Regions from separate parts of the Mus musculus genome. Here regions 2 and 3 are each linked to region 1. A link is a contact called in public promoter capture Hi-C data. All regions are on one chromosome and are shown on one strand. Each heading gives the region's core, a stretch centred on a gene start, on an enhancer-like site or on the middle of the called end of the contact. The rest is flanking DNA. Distances are from core to core; before and after follow the strand shown.

Evidence for each region. Promoter capture Hi-C pulls out the DNA fragments that hold promoters and counts their contacts. Capture Hi-C pulls out chosen DNA fragments and counts their contacts.
Region 2: a contact with region 1 is called in a promoter capture Hi-C map of liver, with 2.9 times the contacts expected there. The contact joins the promoter of Ippk here to the promoter of Phf2os1 in region 1. A contact is called at or near these places in 5 of 484 Hi-C or Micro-C datasets (CD4 T cells, embryonic stem cells, muscle stem cells and 2 more), 1 of 115 datasets of contacts at active chromatin or transcription factors (memory CD8 T cells) and 1 of 9 other capture datasets (liver).
Region 3: a contact with region 1 is called in a promoter capture Hi-C map of pre-B cells. The contact joins the promoter of Nol8 here to the promoter of Phf2os1 in region 1. A contact is called at or near these places in 2 of 39 promoter capture datasets (liver and pre-B cells), 4 of 484 Hi-C or Micro-C datasets (CD4 T cells, embryonic stem cells, muscle stem cells and 1 more), 3 of 115 datasets of contacts at active chromatin or transcription factors (large pre-B cells, memory CD8 T cells and thymic regulatory T cells) and 2 of 9 other capture datasets (adipose tissue and liver).

Annotation. Positions count from the first base shown.
Region 1 is chr13:48,869,526-48,872,417 of GRCm38.p6, reverse strand. Phf2os1 (a long non-coding RNA gene) reads right to left here and starts at 1,467. Exons shown (of 2, transcript XR_003950516.1): 1 at 1,215-1,467. It overlaps Phf2 (PHD finger protein 2), which reads left to right and starts at 1,533. Exons shown (of 22, transcript NM_011078.3): 1 at 1,533-1,750. The coding sequence starts at 1,653.
Region 2 is chr13:49,419,873-49,422,572 of GRCm38.p6, reverse strand. It overlaps Ippk (inositol 1,3,4,5,6-pentakisphosphate 2-kinase), which reads right to left and starts at 1,331. Exons shown (of 13, transcript NM_199056.4): 1 at 1,107-1,331. The coding sequence starts at 1,187.
Region 3 is chr13:49,651,601-49,654,657 of GRCm38.p6, reverse strand. It overlaps Nol8 (nucleolar protein 8), which reads right to left and starts at 1,580. Exons shown (of 17, transcript NM_001271397.1): 1 at 976-1,580; 2 at 156-311. The coding sequence starts at 1,012. Cenpp (centromere protein P) reads left to right here and starts at 1,927. Exons shown (of 8, transcript NM_025495.3): 1 at 1,927-2,075. The coding sequence starts at 1,969.

The DNA of each region.
Region 1 (2,892 bases), core at 218-2,717:
GTGCCTACCCCACCAGGACACATGCCTGGTGACAGGGACAGGGGATTAACAGCTGTTTCTTGCCTTGTAAGGGGAAGGACCATCCAGTACAGAGGAGACCCAAGGGGACAGCTGGAGTTCAGGCAGGTAGCTTGAAATGAATTCATTGTGTACAGGTTGACGGGGTAACCTGTCTGCGCCCCCCGCCCCAATTTCCTATCTCCCCTGCCACATGTGTGCCCTTAGGTTACACAGTGCTTGCCCTGGTTCGGATCCTGATTTGTGGCCCTGGGTTTACCTATTTGGGAAGGGTGGGGGTTGGTTGAGGGCAGATTCCATAACAGGCTATCCTCTGAGTTGCCAGCAATGGAGCTGATTGGCAGCCGCACTCTGGGCAGGGATAACTGGGACTCTGCCTTGTCAAGGTAAGCAGAGGTCTGAAACTCTGGAATGTATCTGCAGAGACTAGCATCTCCACGTATTGTGTGGGGACAGGCAAAGGGGAAGCAGATCTAGCAGACAGCTTTCTTCCTAAATATATGGCCCTGCTCATCAGGGTCGACCTGGGTAGGGGACAGAGAAGGACCCTCATTCATATCTCACCAACCAACCAAACAACCAACCAACCAACCAACAAAAAAGCTCTAAGCAGGACAGGTGAGACCAGGGAGCCAGTTCAGAGCAAGACTGCAGGGGCGAGAGCGACAACATAACCCCTTGTCTTCCCCAGCAGTCCTGTGGCTCAGTTGCGACTCACTGGACTGTCCTCCGCTCCTAAGGTCTGTGGGTCTATGGGTTGTAATAAGGGGTCCTGGGCGGCACCAATCCCAGGTAAGCTGTGTCCTACAACAAACAGTTCACTCTCGGGTCCCCTGACTTTTGCCGGAGCATCGGGAAAGTTCACCGGATCGTACGAGGAAGCAAGGCAGCCCCCAGCTAGAAAGAAGGGGAAGGGGAGGTTATTCAAAAGCCAGCAACTCAGTCGCAGTTCGGGATGGGAGGGAGGCTGCCGGGCCCAGGAAGAGGAGGAAGATCCCCCTGTCCATCCCACTTCGGGGTCAGAAGAAAGTTAAGGCCAAGGAGTTGCTTCTGGCTAAGGCAGGGCTGTGCGAACTGTGTTCACGTAGTCGGGGGCAGGGGGCTCCGCGGCTCGTCTCCCTGGGAGTCCCGGGGCCACCCTCTCCCGCGGGGTGCCCCCGAGCCCGGCTGCTGGCTCCCCCAGGCCCGCGGCCCACCTTCTACCGCGGCCCGCCTTCCCGGCGGCGGGAGCGGGGCCCAGGCCGGCGGGCGGAGGCGGCGCCACCCGGGGCGCTGACGTAGCGGCCGCTCGGCGGCCGGGGGTCCCTTCGGTGGGGCCGCGGCTCCCCGCCCGCCGCCCCCGCGCGTCCATTCGCTTTGTGTCCCGCGCGCGGCCGGGCCCCCCGCGCACTCTCAGCCCTGCGCCCCGCGGCCCGGCGGGCGGCTCCCGGCGCGGCCCCAGCAGCCCGCGCCGGCATTGTGTGGACGCGCCCGGCCGCGAGCGCGCGCGCGGGCCCTGCCGAGCGCCCCCGGCCCCGTCCGCTCCGGCCGCGGCGCCCGCGCCCGCCGCCCCCGCCGCCCTCGCCGCGCGGCCCCCGGCCCGGCCCGGCCCGACCCGGGCAGCGCAGCGGCGGGGCGAGCGGCGGCGCGGCAACATGGCGACGGTGCCCGTGTACTGCGTCTGCCGGCTGCCCTACGACGTTACCCGCTTTATGATCGAGTGCGATGCCTGCAAGGACTGGTTCCACGGCAGGTGAGCGCGCCGCGGCCCGCCCGGCCCACCGAGCCCCGCGCCCTGGTCGCGCGCCCCGGGCCCCGCCGGGCACCGCAGCCGCGTTCGGCCGCCGGGCCGCGCGCCCTTTTGTGCCCAGGGCGGGGGCGTACGGCCGCCGCGCACAAAGCGAGGCCCGTGGCCGGGGCGGGCGAGGGGCGCGGGGAAGTTGGGGCTCCGGCCGCGATGGGGCTGGGACCCGGTCGTCTGACAGCGGGGCCGCAGTGGCCGCGGAGGCCAGGAGCCGGACGAGGCCCAGGCCCGGGGCCCCCGCCGCCAGCCCCCTGCGAAGTTGCAGGAACTTTCCCCGCGCGGGCTCGGGGCGGCCGGGCCGGGAGAGGCGGGCGCGCGGCCCGGCGCGGGTCCCCCGAGAGGCGCGACTGGCGGGCTCCGGAGCTGGCAGGGCTCGGGTGGACCGGGGGAACGGTAGCGAGGTAGCGGCCAGTGCCCCCCGTCTGTGCTGGATCCCGGGAACCCCCTCGGGACTGTGTCCTGGCGGGCAGGACCCCACCGGGGACCCCGCGTGCCTACTGGCTCGGGCCGGCCTGCGGGCCTAGGCGGGAGTGCAGTGACAGACCGACGTGAGTGTCTGTGTGTTGGGGTGGGGGTGTTGTGGCTTGGCCGCTCATTTCCTGGCCTGCTCGGCTCCCCATTTCCCTCCTCTCTGCTTCAGGCAGAGGAACCCCAGTTTTGACATGACCTTATGCTCTTTAAGGAAGATGGGGAGGAGGGAAAGAGGTAAGCTTGGAGATACTAAACCCGCCCTCTGGGCCCTTGCCGGTGGCCATGACCTGGCCTTGTGTCTACTTTTTAAGAGCCTAAGTCCCTTCCTACTTAGAAGTAAGAGGAGGAGAAAGAGGTGATCATCCTGCTTAAACTGCTCCAACAGGTTCTCTTGTGTTTGACTTTGCCTGTGGGATGTGCTTGGGCCTCAAGAGGGCTGGCCTGAAGCTGGACAGGTCTGTCTGTCCCCTGGGTGTGAGTTTTTAACAGCGAGTAGCAGGCTGGAGGGAGAGAACGGTGTGTGGTTCTGGACCGTCCCTGACCTTCCTTCTAGAGAGAAGACCCTTCTGATATCTCACATCCAGGATCTTTAGGGAGTCTTGAAAAAGAGCTGTGGTCTC
Region 2 (2,700 bases), core at 82-2,581, 550 kb before region 1:
CCCTCTCTCCAGGACTGGATGAGACAGGCCTGGGAAGCTGAGCAGAGAAACAAAGCTCACCTGCTCTCAAAGGAGAAGGGGGACTACAGACATGCCCAGGACCGAAGGGAGCAGAGTTTCTCCACCCCACTTACATTAGCACTCCTTGGTCACAAAAGGCCTTAAAACACTTCCAAGAGGGGCCTTCTCCTCTTCAGTCTACATTCTGAACAAATACACCAGGAGGTCAGAGGTGCCAACTAGACACAAGACCCAAGCTCTAGGCTGCTCAACACTCAGTACAGCTCCATACAATCTGAACTTCAGAGAGACAAAAGTACATCCTATTCCTCTCTTCACTTTCCTAATGCAGCCTACTGCTTCTCAGTGGTGGAGGTGTGAATCACCCCAGCTCCCTGAGTTATTAACCTTCTCACATGACACCTCCCCGCCTTCTACTCCCCCAGCCCACCACATTCCTGCTAGCTTGTAATCAGGCAGCAAAATGTCAGAGAAATCTGGGGCTGCACACAGATCCATCCATATGCTTCTCTTCCTTTAAATTCGCCTCCTTGGAAAGGACTACATCTTCTGAAACCGCCTTTCAAGTTGAACGAAGGAGAAACCATTTAAAGTATATGATCGGGACGCGAACCTGTGGCAGCGCCCCGTTCCTGACAGCGCAGCAGCAAGGCAGAACACCAGCTCTGTGGTTTCTCGAGGCTGAACTCCACTCGGTGGGCTGACAGCACTCTGGGAACTTTCCCCTGTGCTGCCCAGGCCCTGGTCCAGGCTCAGCCTCTGGCCCACCGTTGCCTGACAGTAAGACGAGCATCCCGGGGGAGGCTGCACGGTGTGAGGCCACGCGGCACGCACAGCGCATGAGGAAAGAGTACTGACGGGACAGAGAGAACCGAGAAGGGACACTAGGAGGAAAGGGGAGCCAACGGAGCTAGGGGTGCCGGGGATGAGTATGGAGCAGAGGAGGGTACTGTGGGGGTGCCAGGGAACCACCCGGGCGGAAGCTGGAGGAAGAGTCACGACCTGGGTACCTGGACGGTACCAGGCACAGAGCTTCGGGAGCCGTCGGGTGAGGCCCGGAGCCGGGCTGCCCGCCAGCCGCTCACCTGCGCGTGGGCCACCACAAGGCTCTTGTTGCCTTCGCCATGGTAACTCCATTCATTCTCGTCCATTTTCCCCTCTTCCATGCCCCGGCGCCCTGGAACTTCGCGGGCCGGGACGTGGGGACGAGAGCTGGAGGCCGCCCGCCTCGCAGGGCTCCCGCCGCAGCCGTCTGAAGAAAAGCGCCTGTCAGCTGCCGCCTGCGCTCTCAGCGGCGGCGACTTGCAGGCAAGGAGCGCCGGAAGCCACGCCCCCGGCGGCCGCCATTCCCAGAACGGTCAACTTCCGGGTCCCGCCCACCTTACCCTCGACGTCCAGGGTGGTAGGTGGAGTGGAAGCCATATTATGTGCTGGCAGAGTGACTCACTTCCGAAACGCGGACCTGGGAACCGGAAGGGAGGTTTCCGGATCTGCTCCCGGACCTTGAGGCCGGCGGCTTCCTGGCGCCCCGAGTCCGAGGCGCTCACCCTCGCACTGTCCTAGGGCCACGGCTGGATCTTCGTGGGGCTGCAGTAAGGCGCCGGGCGACTCTGAGCCTCCGCTTACATCTGTAGAATGGGATGCACCTTCAATGGCCTTGCTCCGGCCAAGAGAGCCATTAGGTGGTGTTCACACTACTCCGGGAAACGTGGCGAGGAAACCTCACCGTGGAGCCTTTGCCCCAAGACATCCAGAAATGCAGATGAGGCAATAGACTCTCCCACCCCATCCCAGCAGAAAGCAATGACCTCAGTTTATCCTTTAATGCGGGGAAGATTGGCCCTGCCTGGTAGAGCTGCCTAAAGAATTATATGCGGTCCTTGTGCTCTTAAAAATGATTTGGGGCTGGACATGGTGATGCTCTCAGCATTCTGGATGTGGAAGCAAGAGATTTCTAGGAGTTCGAGACCGGCCAGGGTTACTTAGTGAGATCCTGTCTCAAACATAATTTTCATATTTGTGTTAAATTGTTTGGCCACAGCACTGAATATTGCTGTAACTGGTGTATGTGAAGAAAATCCAGCTTAATGCAGGCAGATAGTATGGGTTTTTTTGTGTTAATTTTTCCAAGGAAGACTGGGAAAAAAACAAAAAAACCTGTTCATTCTAAATAGGACACCAACAACAGACTGAAAGATCCTAATAGAATGTAAAAGGTCACAGAAGCCCTCAAATTGGCAAAATAGATTTCATTGTTAGTAAAAGTAGCTTCACTGATTTAGAAAAATAGAGGTGCACAATGCTCTGGCCGCGCCTTGAACCCGTGTGTCTGCCAATGTTCTGACCGTTCCTTAAACCCAGGTGTGTGCCCACTGCTGCACCTCACTGCGAGGTGTTTGTGATATTGGTTGCTGGGATAGAATCGAAAAATCTCCCCAGTAACCACAGCCGGGCCAATCCAGAGTTGCTCCACCTGCACCAGACTCTTTCCTTGTACCCCTCCCATACCCATTTCTTAAGAATAGACATTGTTTAGATCTGGAAATCCCCTACTCCCCCCTTCTCCTCCCCCCCCCCCCCCGTGAGGGCCTATAAAAACTGGGACCCCTTTCCCCTCGGGGTCAACTCCTCTACCCCTGCGTGGGATACAAGTCGTCCCCAGAGCTCTGGCTTTCCCCC
Region 3 (3,057 bases), core at 331-2,830, 780 kb before region 1:
GTTTTATACTTTTTCTGGTTTCAAAATTAATTTTCATATGAAATAATCCAGGAAGCCATATATGATGTTTAGCGCTAACATTCAGCTCTGGGGTTGCTTCTCCTGTAATATCATTGACCTTGTCTGTTTTTAACTCCCTCGTGTTACAGATTTACCTTGGTCATCTTTCCGAGTGATGATCTCCACGTCAGAAACTTCTCCAAATCTGCCGAACTGATTTTGTAGGTCTGTCTCAGAAATGCCCTGTCCAAGTCCACCCACAAAGAGGCGCTTCATTTCTCTGTTGCCTTGCATGGATGTTGGGCATCTATCTGGAAAAGTTAATTTTGGACAGAAAAACAATTTAATAGTTTTCCAGAAATTTAACACAACTCTTTCCCCTGAAACTTCTGTGCCAACTTCATCTTATGAAGCTATGTCTCTTCATATGTATTGCTTTCAGATTTTATCAGTGGAGATTTTACAAAGGCCCTCCATCCACATTCTCAATGAACACACTTTGCAACTGCACCTAAGTACAGCACATCCACACATCTTCTCCCAGATGTTTTCTCTAAAACAACCACAGCTATTATATCTTATCCTTATTGATTTTTTATTCGAAGTACTGCCCTCCCCCATTCATTTCTACATTTTTACCTTAACATATACTGGCAAAAATAGTAAGCTAACGGATAAAAATAGCTTCATCCTGGAGCTCCAGTCATAACAAAGTCTGCAATTACAATAGTATGGCAAAATACAAGTGTCCCCTAAGCGCTGTTAAATCACAAAGACGGCAACTTAAGTTATACCTAAAATATGTTTCCCCACTGTGTGCCTGTATTGTTCAAAGCAGTCTGAGTGGATCTCATCGGTCAGGGGAGTAGGAGCGGTTACGGCTTTTCCCAGTGCCACTTAGAAAACAGTAGTGGTGACAGCAAGGATCATAATGAAGTCTAATTTTGGAACCCGGAATTGTTAACACTGTCCTACCAAGATTGCTGGAAACGTTTTCCAGAGGTCGCTCCATCTCGTTTAGCTCTCGGCGGATGTTCAGCTCTTACTCAAACCTTTCTCAAAAGTTGGCTGTCTCCTTCCAAGCGAGATCACTAAATAGCGGCAGAAGCCCAAAGCAAAGGCCAGCACTCTGGGAAAAAAACCTACAGTGTACCCCTTCTTGGTAGCCACCGCCCCATCCTTCCAGCCCTGCCCTCTCTCTTCGAGAAGCCCCTAAGGAAGGAGAGGAGAGGCTAAGCCCAATAGCCCATCACTTCTCACGAGCAAACACTCTTCCTCAGGGCGCTTGTCCGACTCAGCTCAAGCCCGGCGTAGCACTTAACGTCTAATAACACGTGCCGGCAAGTGCATTTTCCTTTCCTTCCTACAAAGTTTCCAACCCAATCTCCTAAGGTTCCGTTATCCCGCAGTTCCAGAGGGCTCTTTATTTCCTCCGCCTTCGCTTTTACTGACGTTCTGTTAGTTCTCCTCCACGTTGTAAAACTGACAGAGTGTGAGAAAGAAAAATAAAAATCGGTAATTCCTACAGAAAAGACACTCCGCCGCGTGGTTCCTGATTTCCGGTTCAAGTAGGCGGAAGTGAAGAAGCGGAACCAAAATAAAGAGACTCCTTTCCTCGTGCTTCCGAGAATCCGCCCCCTTCGGTGACGTAAGAGCTCGGCTGGCCCAGTGGCCGTTAGACGGGATGGGCGGCCGTTGGAGGGTGACGTGCAATTTGGAACGAACCAACTCGCAGAGGCGGCGGGGGTGTCTAGACGCTCGACGCGACATTTCGCGGGCCGTCAGGCTCGGGAACGTCGTCCGAGGCCGTGGGCGTGGACGCGCGACTCCCGGCAGCCTCTCCCCCCGTGAGCTCGAGAGTGGTCCGTTCCAGGAGCGCGCGCGCTCCTTGAAGTCTCCTGGCTGCCCGAGGCGCCCAGACTGCCATTCTCCGGGCTACTTCACCTTCAGGGTTCCACGTCGGTAGCCATGGATTCCGAGACCCGCGAACTGCGCGCCCTGGAGGCGGAGGTCGCAGCGCTGCAGCGAGAGTGCAGAATGCTGCAAAACGCTGGGGAGAAGGCGTCCGGAGCCTGGTACGTGGCTCGGGTCCATCCCTCCCAGCCCATGCCCTGTAGCACCCCGCGGACCTCTCAACCTTATGACAGTTCTGGACTCCGACTCCCTCACCCCCCCAAGACCCATGCTCAAGAACGTGGTGGGAGACGTCCTGAAATGTGAACTTGAATCAGTGTTCTGGGAGAACGATGACCTCATGAGTGTGTGAACGCTGCGTTTGGGGCTTATGACTTGATTATAATCAGCAGAAAATAGTTTCCTTAAGGGTTGTTTTCGCCCAGTTGATGAGAATCAAAGGGAAAATCTGGCTTTTCTTTAAGCAGTCTTTGCCTTCGGGAGAACAGCATCTAGATAGCTGGTTTTGTTTTGTTTTGTTTTTCTGGGTTTGGAGACATTGTTACTCTGTAGGTCAGGAACTGGCTCAATTTGATTTCAAACTCAAGAGTCTTCTATTCCGCAGCCCCCAACTCCCACACACAGTGTTGGAGTTATTACCTGAGCCACCATACTTGCTCTTGTCTAGTTGGGATTCCCTCCTTACTCTGGTTTCATGGATTTGTTTTTGTGACTCATCTAACGATGTAGTTAAGGGGCCCTGACCTTTTTTTTTTTTTTTTTTTTTTTTTTTTTTTTTTCTGCATTATGTTAGAAACATAAGGGTTGGGGGTATATAGCCCCAGGGCAGGGCAGCCTAGCATGGTCAAATTGGTATATATGGCTAATGCCTTCTATAGGAAACTGTGATAGTCTTCTGATTAGTTACTATTGTTAAGCCTTATTTAAAGGTAGTTGATCTGAGTGTTAAATAGTTAAATAGCTTGCCTAAGGTCCTAGAGAAATCCAAAGCCCAAGCATTGCCCATTCAAAGAGAGAAGGAAGGCTAGAACTAGCAGTAACTTAGTATCTTAAACATGGAAAAAAAATACCTTTTTTATTAGGTGTAATTTGGAACAGGTTCAGAGAACCTTAGTGCAGGAAACAAATTCTAAAGAAAGAGAA